2 separate regions of the Hordeum vulgare genome follow, and region 2 is linked to region 1. Evidence: chromatin contacts called from public Hi-C data. All regions are on one chromosome and are shown on one strand. Each heading gives the region's core, a stretch centred on a gene start, on an enhancer-like site or on the middle of the called end of the contact. The rest is flanking DNA. Distances are from core to core; before and after follow the strand shown.

Region 1 (5,703 bases), core at 1,691-4,190:
TTTAATCATTGGACTAAAACGTATCCAAGCACCCTCTTAAAGAGACTATTTTTAGTCAGACTAAAATAAGTCTTTTGGATCCAAACACCCTCTCAACCATTTCATGAAGACAAATCGCAGCAGATCCAGGGTCCGTCCAAACCAAACGCCGGTCTACCTCTTCATACCAAAATATGTCAGGTGGAAATGAACAAGTCGTAAGCAGCAATGTGTTACTAGTCTGGATCCTCACTTGTCTGAGATATCTATATCTATACCCCCCCCCCCCCCCCAAAAAAAAGGTGACGTCATCAGTGAGATGTGGCGACCGCGGCGCTGACGTACGCACGGGGTTCTTGCTGCTCAACCGCCTGATGCGCAGGTCAAATCTTGGGCGTTGAGATCGTTAAGCAGAAAGATGGTTGTGCTGTAGGAATGTTGACTTTGGACGCGAGCCACCTACTAATACGGTTTGCCTGGGTGCCGCACTGGCAGTGCCTTGCCTTCCCAACTACGTACAGTAGAGTTTTAGAGGCAGACAGCCAGCTAAACTAGTCCCCCACACAACGAACACTGGCCTTGCAGCTGGAGAAGCACCAAAGCGCCCCCTTCATCACCAAACAAAAAAAAAAAACAAATTGCAGAACCACTCGCCAGCAGAAATGTCAAGGTAGTTGGCTCACAGCAAGGTTGTTGGGAAAAAGATCCAGATGCTGTATTGGCGACCAAATTCTTTTACAGCAGCACGAACTCACGCTTTTGGAACTAGATAACCAATCGCAAATTACTGTTCACAGAATGAAAAAATAGCATGCTACGCATACATGGTTTAGGGCTTTCATGGCAGGCGAAGGAAAAAAACGCAGATGAAACAGATTAGAAATAACTACGTACGGCTGCTCCTTGGGCAAGCTAGGCAAGATAGGCAAGCTGCAAGAGCTGGAAAATCTAGAAACATGGGCACAAGTTCCACGGAAGAGCTTTCCGGGGTTTTTGGACGCGTGTCACGGTAAGCTAACCTTGAGGATTTGAACAAGCTCACTCTCATCCCATCCCTACTTCCACGTGTGGCAAACATCAGACGTGTACGGCAACTTTCTACGCCGTCTGAGAAGAACACCTGGGCGTTCGGAGCACGCCGCCACTTGGAGACGCGGCCGCATGGCGATATGTCCCAAGCCTTTGGGTTTTGTAGCTCTGGCCAGTGTCACAAGACTCCCCGTTGACCAGATCACTGTCTGTCAGTAAGATAAGAGTGAGAACCAGGGTCTAATCAAGGGTGCTCGTCGATCAGTTTATCCGGTCTTGTTTTTGCTGCTGAGCATTGCATTCCTGGTTGGGAACTGACGGGGTAGTGCACAAGCCAAAGGAAGGATAAAGGACCCGAGTGTGTCGAATGGGGAGTGGCCTTCTCTAGCGTGGTCTAGCAACCCCTTTTGGCATGGCCCCATGAGATGGGAAGATGGATACACGCTACTGCTACCCCTACTCCGTCCGGTGTTCGCCAATGGTTCATGCATATCTCTTGAGCGACGTTCTGGAATCGTCGCGCCACACTTATTAGTTCGGCAGAAATTAACAAGGAATTGAAATGGGGAGTAGTAGTAATAGTTATGGTTTGATGCAATAACGATTCTGTCATTTCACTTTCATCAACGGTACCACTGACAGGAAATACAATTTGGTCGCCGAAGAGGCCCGAACAAAACTCTTTGTGCTGCTCAGCTGAGGGAGCGGTTGATCCTACAATACGCACGCGATCGGCATCCTCCACGTATGCAGACCCCGAGAATTCGGCCTCCGTTTCCGACGCTTCTTCGCCCGATGACGCGGGCTCGTCCTCGGCGGCGTTGGCGGCGGCATCGCGGCTCTCGTTGAGCACGTCGGTCCAGCCTTCGTCAGAGTCCCAGTCCGGGAATGCCGAGGAAGGGGATGCCAATGCTCTGATCCTCTCGGCGGGGCTCTCTGAACCGTAGTCGTCGTGGTCGTCTTCGGTGTCGGACTCCCAGAGCGCGGCGTCGAGCGTGCTCTTGGGGGACACCCATTTGGCCGCCGCCTCCTCAGGCTTCACGCCGCAGCCGGCTGATGCCAGGAACGGGTGCTCCAGCAGCTGCGCCGACGTGCACCGGTCGCGGGCGTTTCTTGCGAGGCACATGGACAGGAAGTGCTTCGCCTCTGCGGACAGCCACGCCGGCACCGCCGGCACGGCGTCCGTGTAGCCGATCCGGTGCATCGCCGCCAGGACGTCGCCCATGTCGCTCCACGGAGCGCGGCCGGTGGCCATCTCGATGACGGTGCAGCCCAGCGCCCAGACGTCGGCCGCGGGGCCCTGCTCCTCGCCCCGCGCCACCTCCGGCGCCATGAACGCCGGCGTGCCACCCAAGGGCCGATCGGAACCCGCCGTCCTCGCGCACCCGAAATCCGCGATCTTGGCACGGCCGTCGGCGCCGACCACGATGTTCCTCGCCTTCACGTCCCCGTGGACGAGGGACCTCCCGTGGAGGTACGCCAGGCCTCTAGCCACATCGGCGGCGTACGGTCGGATCGCGCACTCCTCGAGCCGGCCCCCGCTCCTCTCGGCCACGTCGGCGACAGAGCCGCCCGGCGCGAACTCGAGGAAGAGCTGGCACTCGCCGGCGGCGCCAGCGCGGAAGCCGAGGCAGGGCAGGACGTGCGGCGAGCAGAGCCCGGACAGGATGTCACCCTCGCGCCTGAGCTGGTCCGCGGCGGCCGCGGGCGCCGACTTGACGGCGAAGAGCGCGCCGGAGACGTCTGCGGCGAGGGACACAACGGCGCCGGACGCGCCGCGGCCGAGCGTGCGGACGCGTGTCCAGCTGCCGCCGACCGCCAAGTCCATTTCTTTCCTCGGCGCTCGTTTCTTGCAGGTAGGAGGAGGGATTTCGAATTTGTGGTGGCTGCTGCGGGTAGCTGCCTGGCTCGCTCGATTGGTTTTGGTTTCTGCGATTTGAAGTGGAGCTCGATCCGTCTGGGCGCGTATATAAGGCGGGGGGAGGACAGGTGGCGTGGCTTCGGTATCCATCCGTAGCAGCGGTGTCGTGTGAAAAGCATGTGAGCAGCGGAGCTGCGCGAGGAAACGGGAGGCGTTGACGGGACACTGTCGCGTGGGCCGGGCCAGTCGGAGGGGTCGTCAACGTGGCTTCGTTTCGCGGCACGTGGGGGATTGGCTGATTTGGGTTCCGAGAGCCCGGAAAGCAGATGGAAAACGACGTCAAAATTGGGCAAGACAAGAGGCCGGGAGCGCTCGTCTCGTCTGTCTCTCTCTCTCTCTCTCTCCACCGAATGTTCTTCGGCCGCGTCATCGCTTCTCTCATGCTCGATGCTCTCTGGAGGTTATTATTGGATTATTACGGCTGGAAACCATGGAGAGTATTTGGTCTACAACGTATCCCACCTACTGTTATATCTGTAGTTTCAGCGGGCACTCAGAAAAAGTAGCTTCCAGTGGACTTTCTCATTGTTTTTTTTATTAAGAAGAGGGAGATTCCCTTCGATTTCATTGACGAAACCATCAAACCAAAGCATCCAACCAGTTCCAACTACAACCAAAGTTTACAGCTAACTATCTACGTAGATTTCAACCAACTCATGACGTATATTTTTCCCCTAGCGACGAAAAAGCTAGGGTTCCCCTGTCCTCCGGCGCCCGCTGCTCTGAGTTTTCCTGTCATCGATCGGCCCCAGTGTCGATGACAGCTATTGTCCGTCCTCCTGTTGCCCGGTTTGTTATCTCTTTCAAATGCGGGCGGCTAGGGTTTCACCACCTTGCGAGATGGCTACGTCCCCGGAAGCTAGTGGATCACGACCTAAACCTCGTGAAGATTCCAGCGTTTTGCTGGAGCGTTTGCATGTGGAGGAAGATGAGTTGGATAATCTACTTTGACAGGATGAAGCGGATGAACCAGATGAGAAACCAAAGTGGCTAGCCCTAGCTAGGGTTATGACGACTAAGTCCTTTGGGCAAGGGGCACTGATTGCCGACATGAAAGCGGCTTGGGACCCTTTTAGGAAAGTGATGTGGAGAAGGATTAATCCCAATTTGTTCTCACTACAATTTTATTGTCTAGCAGACTGAACAAGGCACTCCATCAAGGCCCTTGGGCCTTTTTTTCTGTAGCGATTTGGTGGTTAAGTAATTGTGGGCATCCGCTGAAAAAAGTGATTGTGGGCCATATGAGGATAACTAGCGATTGCACTAGTGCAATCTTGTTTACCCCAGCACACTACTTCAACATTAGTGAGCGCCAACGATTCTAAAAAAGAGCGTTTATAAAGGAATTACTCATAAAAAAATAAAGGATTTCTTGCATATGCTAAGTGTAGTCGTTATATAGCTGATTATAAATATTTTTCGCTGTGCTATGGTTTCACCATACTAAAAATTTAGATTGTCCTTCACCATGTTGTGAGCACAATTTAGCTTGCTACATGGTAAAGGCAACTTATCTTCACGTCGTTCACAAGCACCAACGTATGGCTTCCCATCGGCCAACATTTGATCTGCTATATATGCTTCCTAGATGGAAGACATGCTTGATCACTCACTCACACAATCACAATGAAAGGTGAGTTCTTGATTGGAGATCGCATCGTTCCCAAAGAAACCTCTAGAACACGATTTCAGAGATGGTATACTCTGTTTATCTTTCTACGTGTGTAACCGAACACGAACCTTGACTCGGAGCTCCGCCATAGAAATTTGGATTGATTAGCAAGTTACAGAGGCATCTTGTGCCGTCAATGAGCAAAGATGAACTAGGCATCAACATGAGCACGAAGCTCGTGGCAACATATCGACATCCATGGGAGGGTCTTGAGCAAGCAAAACAACACATGTGAGACACCATTGCAAGGATAAACATATGGTCAACCTATCGTGCGAAAGGCACCGCCATCGAACCCCAAAGAACATACCGAACAACCACTGCCAACCCCAACCTCGTCGTGACACAACTACCATCAAGCCCGCAGCAAGCATCCACCACCACATCACAACCACCATCTTCCATGGCCCCTCGCTCGTTGACACCGCCACCAGCCCCACACACCTTCACCAATGACACCACAAACCTAACTCCACTTACAGCGAGACACTCCTACAACTAACAACAACATGGACTTCAAATATGGCGACTCCAAGGAGTAAGCGATGTCACAAAACCACCACCACCCGAACATACAATGTCCAATCTAAGGTTTTCATCCACAGCCTACACAAGGGAAATCCAAACCCGACCCCCCTTCAACCGGAAGCCTAAAAGGAAGGAGATGCCCAACCATTGCAACGAACAAAAGTTCGCGCGCCATTGACCGATAGTGGAGCACCACAACATCACTGCCAACCTCTACCACCAAAGTTGCCACCACATGTGATTGCCCCCCTAGCCTAGATCCATTCGTTGAAGCCCATCGACATCGCGTCACCAGCGCATGCACTCCATGCCACCATCACACACCCAATGAAGAAGGGAAGCGAGCTTTCGCCGTCAATGCTCGGTGCCTCTAGCGCCAACCGAACCAATCACCGCACCAATGTAAGCCATATCCAGCTAGAAGTGAACCAACCGATCGGGCTAGCCATCGGGTCTCACTTGCGAGAAATGCTCCGCCTTGGGGCGGCCCCGAAGAAGGACATGCTTTGCCGGTAGGCACCTCTGGCGGCGACGAGGGAAGGAAGGTGGATGGGGGCAGAGGCGGTGTCCAGTT
Region 2 (6,148 bases), core at 1,967-4,466, 180 kb before region 1:
TACGGACAATGCGGGCAAGTCCCATAACGTTCAACAAACTGTCCACTTACATCATGAATATGGTTTCTTGTGCAAAATAAATGATTGCGAAAAAAAAGGAATTTGCATAATTACATGTCTGATATGTAGGAATAGAAAAAACACATGACTCCTAAAATGCATGATCAAATTAAGGTTAGACTCCTCCAAGACGAGGGTTTTCCGCCTTCTACCAGCTTCGATGCTGATCTGCCACGTCTTCCGAGGCCTTCAGACCATGGAGGCATGGTGGATCCCGGCTCTTGTCGGCGGGAGGGGGGCTTTTAGCTTGTTTAGTGTTTGTGTCTTGTGCTCATGAAGAGGATGCTGTGGCAGCTCCCCGGAGATGAAATAAGGTTTTCCCGTCTAGCCCTATACTAATAGTGCATCTTCTGTCGCTGAAGGGCATATGAACGTGTGTCTACGGTGGATCTTGTGAATTTGGCTGGTGTTTATCTTCGATGGATTTGTTTGGATCCGATCTTCATTCGACTACATTCGTGTGTCTACAGGTTGTACTCTTTCGATATCCGTTTCTGTTTATCAATGACGGATGATGTTGTGGTGCGCTGGTCCTTTCAATCCTTAGCATGATGACTTCTTGACTGTCTACTACAACAAGGCTTACTTGACTCCGACGAGGAAGGGGCTGTGATGGTAGCACGCCTTGAGCTCGATCGGATGCTTGTAGTCATCGCTAGATGGTCTATGGAAATATATGATTTTTTATTACTTCTTGTGTTATTTGTACTCTCATGATGTATGATGAATGGATCTTAAGTTTTATGTCAAAAAAGGGATGGAGTTAGTATTATGCCACTTATAGTCTTTCCCTCATTGTTTGTGCATAGGAATATAAAAAATGGTCTGAGTGGATTGTAAAATTTTGTTCTTTTTCACGAAACTGATTCCAAAAGAAAAACTCCTTCATTTTTCTTATGGTTCGTTAATTCCTTTGAACCAAACACACAAAAGTTGTCATGATAGGAAAAAATTCCACTCCTATGATTTTTCTCTATTTTTCAAATGAATCAAAGTGGTCCTTACTAACTAGGGTTTGGGTAAGATCTGCCTAAGTCGATAATAGATTCCATTTCTGCCTCACAATGTTCCACATATTCTAGGCTTCAACAAATTAATACTCCGAATCTTTTGAGAGACAATGTTGTGAAGATCTAGATCTGCAATCGAGTAAAACAAAATTACCATAGTACTCTTTGTGATCCATATTACTTGTCGATGTACTAAACCAATGTCATGTACTCCCTCCTTTCCGGTTTATAGGGCTCAAATCTGAAATCTCATTAACCAAGGTGAATTGTGAATGGATGATACTAGTTTTAACTAGTCGATGAAAAATTTCTCACATATTCAATTTCCAAGGCCATAAATGTAGCATCCTCCTTCTCATTGGACTTACATGATGGTTGTAGAAAACGATGCATGCATAACCACTCATCTCCTTTCTCTAAAACTTTATAAATTAAATATGGCGTGGGACTCAAAGCACTTTAACTCAATTAGATCAAAATAAGTCTAATATGATGAAGATCTAAATTTTTTGAGATGAGTCCTGTAAACCGAAAACGAGGGAGTAATATAGATCGAAGGGAGTATCATCTTTTGGTTTTGGATATCAGGTCATAAGTCGTCCTTGTCACAGTATGTGTTCTCAACAAATCTTCTTCAAAGGAAGCCATCCGATGTCAAACCACGGGAGTCAAAGGCTTTGTAATTTGTCTCCTCAGAGCGGAAATAATTCATAGGCACATGCGATAATGGACAAATAAAACGTGAACTGAGAAAGTGGAAGATTCAATCAATCCCTGTACCTTTTTTTCAGGATGAGGGATGTTTGGTGCTAAAAAGGTCAAGATGTTGTTTGAGTTACTGATATTAAAATCAACCGATGCGCTTCCAAAAATGATTGGCAGGGGTACTTACGAAGATGACATGGCCACACTACAAATTTATGGAAAATATTTGCTGTTTCAAAAAAAACTATGGCTATTTCTCAGGAAAAAAAAACTTGGTTCAAAAATAAAGCATTCCCGACAATTATTTTTATGATCATGCAAGAAGACACGTGTCTTTAAGTGATGACGTGCTCATGAACCAAACTGAAGCTGAGCGAAGAGAGAAACTGAAGCGTGCACCCTTTTTTCGGTTGCTCAACAGAACCGTTGCCTGAAAAACCTAACCAACAGAAATTATACTTTATCTAAAATGGATTACCAACAAGCTATGCATGAAGAAAATTGCACGGTTTGATCACGCGGTTCTTGTTCCAAGGAAAAAGGGTCAGCCGACGATGATTCGGAATCTCGGAAAACATGACAGCTCAAACAGGTCTAAAATCCGACACGTAGCACGTACGCTCCACACAGAGGCTTAGGCTAGTGTTCGGCGCATGTGCTTGCCTAAACAGCGTGACGCCAGAAATGATTGATATAGCTAACTAATCCTCCATCAGCTTCAGCCAAACTCCGTCACGTACTCACATGGCTTCGGAAATTTCAGTCTGGGCGAGCCGCCCATGTCCGCCGAACGAAACGTGCCTCTGGGAAACGGCGATGGACGACTGGATGATGATGGACGTGTATTGCCCTTACGGCAGCTCTTCTTCTGAGACCTCTCCACGTTGTACAGAGCCTAATGAGAGAAATGTCCAAGACGAGGCTGAGACGTAACCGCGAGGCACATAGCCAACACGACGCATCAAGGAGGCCTTATCGGTTAGGCTGTGGGCTCTGTAGCACGTGGAGACGCCAAAGTGACACTTCACATACATAGATGAGTACTTACTGAAGCAAGCAAGCAAGCAAGCAACGGTGGTATATGTCCATTATTATATTCTTAAGAGCAGTATGAGTGGCACTAATCATTAATCATTATCCATTGTGTGGCTGCATACAAATCATCATCGTATACGTTGACAAACGTCACGTTGCATCACGTGACGTCCACAATTCGAATTCAGCCGCCGACGCACCTTCCCCTGAAGCTGATCCAGATCCGCCAGACGAAAAGGCAGCGGAAAAACGACGGGGAAAAGGCAGGCCAGAGAAGCCATGGCCAGAATAAGACCCGCACGTTCGTTTACACGGCACCTTCCTTTGCAGCCGGAGAGGAGAAGGTGAAGGTCGCACGAGGCTTTTTCTTTTACCCAAAATGCTAAACGCTGCGAGCCTCATTTTCCGCACGTGTTCCGCGCACCCATGGCGGTCTCTTCCTCGTCGCGCGCCACTCCGCACGTATAAATGCAGCTCGCGCGCCATCCGTCCATCCTCGCATACCAAGTCAGCTCGCAACCCAGCCGGAGCACCGACGACCAACGATGGATTCTGCCGTGGCGAAGCAGCTCAGGCGGATCCGCACGCTGGGACGCGGCGCGTCCGGCGCCGTCGTGTGGCTCGCGTCCGACGAGGCCTCCGGAAAGCTGCTGGCCGTCAAGTCCGCCGCCGCCGGTGGCGCGGCGCAGCTGGAGCGCGAGGGGAGCGTGCTCACCGGGCTCTGCTCGCCGCACATCATCCCTTGCCTCGGCTCCCGCGCCGCCGAGTGCGGCGAGTACCAGCTCTTCCTCGAGTTCGCACCCGGCGGCTCGCTCGCCGACGAGGCCGTCCGGAGCGGGGGCTGCCTCCCCGAGTCCGCCATCCGGGCCTACGCCGGGGATGTGGCCAGGGGGCTGGAGTACCTCCACGCGAGGTCGCTGGTCCACGCGGATGTCAAGGCACGGAACGTGGTGATCGGTGGTGACGGCCGCGCCAGGCTGACTGACTTCGGCTGCGCGAGGGCTGTGGACTCGTTGCTTCCGATGGGAGGCACGCCGGCGTTCATGGCGCCGGAGGTCGCGCGCGGCGAGGAGCAGGGGCCGGCGTCCGACGTGTGGGCGCTCGGCTGCACCGTCGTCGAGATGGCCACTGGCCGCGCGCCATGGAGCGACATGAACGATCTGCTCGCGGCCGTGCACCGGATCGGGTACACAGCCGCCGTGCCAGAGGTGCCGGGCTGGCTCTCGGCGGATGCCAAGGACTTCTTGGCCGGATGCTTCAAGAGACAGCCCAGCGACCGGTCCACGGCAGCGCAGCTCTTGGATCACCCGTTCGTTGCTGCCGCCGGCGACTACAAGGCGGCGCCGGTGAAGCAACAATACGCGTCCCCCAAGAGCACACTGCATGATGCACTCTGGGACTCGGACACCGACGACGAGGCGGACGAGATGTCGACGACGCCGGCCGAGAGGATCGCGGCATTGGCCTGCGCCACCTCGGCCTTGCCGGACTGGGACTCTGACGACGGCTGGATCGACGTGTGCGGCGAGGTCTCCAGAGTCCCCGACTCGCCGCCGGCCGGTGCAGGTTACCTCGTTGGGCCGGAAGAAACAGAGGCAGAGCGTGAGCCGTTCGCGGTTGCTGCCGACGACAGCAACGGCATCCCGCGCAATGCAGTGTTGACCGACTCCTCCATTTGGCAGGACAGTTATGTGCGTCCTGTGCATTTAGGCAGTTGTAGAAATCAATTTCACCCGTTTCAACCTGACGGGGGTGAAATTTCGAGATTTGATCGTCATTGTAACAAAGACAGAGTAATGCAATTCATATTTTGCTCAAAATCTCAAAGTCTACGACCAACCCTTGTAACAAAGACAGTAATGGTGTTCATTCTTTTCACTCTTGCGCATACCGCAAAAGATCTTCCACAACCCCTGTAACAAATTTACGGTACCGCCCAGCATCAGGAAGAACATATTCCGTAGTTATGGAGCCCACTAATCAATAGTTGAATTTACAGCAAGGTCAATGCAAAAGGACAGTGATAGGCGCGTGATTGTCGGCTGAAACTTTCGACTGGTCCAACGCCAGCCATTGATTTGTTTTAATGCGCATGGTCAGATCTCTTTTTCTCCTCTCTCTCTCCATACGTTTTGTTCCTCCTGCCTCTCGACTCCTCGAGGCAAAAACAAATCTGAAAACCATTGTCGCACCGTACCCCCGTTGACCCCGCCTCTCCCTCGTCATGGATGAGCTCTCCGCGGGCCTCGAAGCTCGCCTCCGCTCCATTCTCACTTTCGGGGGCAGCCGCAGTTCCAGAAAAATGACATCTATGTGGGGCAGCCACGCGCCGTTGCCGTTGGCCGGGGCCGAGCGCCATGGATGCACCTCTGTCATCCGCGCTCGCCATGTATAGATCCCGCACTCGTCGCCCGCGCACGCCATGGAAGCAGCTCCGCCTCACTGACGCATGGGCAACAAATCTGTCAATAGTAGCAAAATCAAAGGACAGTTGTAGCAAAACCATCTCACCGCTGTCGCAAGTCTCAGCTTCGGCGTGATGGATGTAGCAAAAGGTTAGACGTAGCAAAAAACCATGACGGTTGCAACAACAAAATTCATCGCCGTCGTCGCACCGTTCGTAGCCTCGATCTTCTCTAATTCCAGCAAAATTGGATGACGGATGTAACAAATGGTTTTGCGGGTTGCAGCTCCGCAGCATGCCGATCGTAGCATTCCGCCACATGTAGTAGCTCCAGAGCACGTCGGTTACCATCGATGTAGCTCGCTCGCTGAAGGTGACGAAGCATGTGGCAGCGCCTTGTAGCAAGTGATTGGAGGATAACACGATGCTCGCGGCAGCTGAAATCAAAGGAGAAGGGGGAGGAGATGCTGTTGACTTGGAGGAGGAGGAGGCGTTGCCGGCTTGGAGGATGAGGAGGAGGGGTTGTCAGCTTGGAAGAGTAGGAGGGCGGCCAAGTCATCCGTAGCATGGAGCGGCACGAGGTGTGGCCAGGAGCTGAGAGATTTGGGAGCAGTGAAGAAAGAGTCTGAGATGGGATAAGATAAGGCAGCAGACGTGTCTTTTTCCAACAACTAGTCACCAGTGCGGGTGCAGGAGCGGCAGACCGAGCGTTCGACCGACGCGCCGAACCTAAACGTTTACCAATGGAAAATAGGATAAAGCTTCTTAAAAGCAAAATCTAAATTGCAATTGGGTCCACATACCCCAATCCGAACCCCCAATCTTCGCTTCCATGCACGAGCAAAGCGCTAGTGAACCCTGTTGAGGCACCTGGTGAACCTCGCGGCATGTACCGAGGCAAGCTCGGATGCTGCCTTGCTGTCCTCCTCCCATC

What was found. A called contact is a pair of places that touch in the nucleus more often than the background predicts.
Region 2: a contact with region 1 is called in a Hi-C map of seedling, with 2.8 times the contacts expected there. The contact joins the promoter of LOC123440137 here to the promoter of LOC123441844 in region 1. A contact is called at or near these places in 2 of 6 Hi-C or Micro-C datasets (leaf and seedling) and 1 of 1 datasets of contacts at active chromatin or transcription factors (embryo).

What each region holds. Positions count from the first base shown.
Region 1 is chr3H:450,535,795-450,541,497 of MorexV3_pseudomolecules_assembly, reverse strand. It overlaps LOC123441844 (mitogen-activated protein kinase kinase kinase 18-like), which reads right to left and starts at 2,940. Exons shown (of 2, transcript XM_045118051.1): 1 at 1,560-2,940. The coding sequence starts at 2,836.
Region 2 is chr3H:450,716,472-450,722,619 of MorexV3_pseudomolecules_assembly, reverse strand. LOC123440137 (mitogen-activated protein kinase kinase kinase 17-like) reads left to right here and starts at 3,216. Exons shown (of 1, transcript XM_045116709.1): 1 at 3,216-4,819. The coding sequence starts at 3,356. The coding sequence ends at 4,729.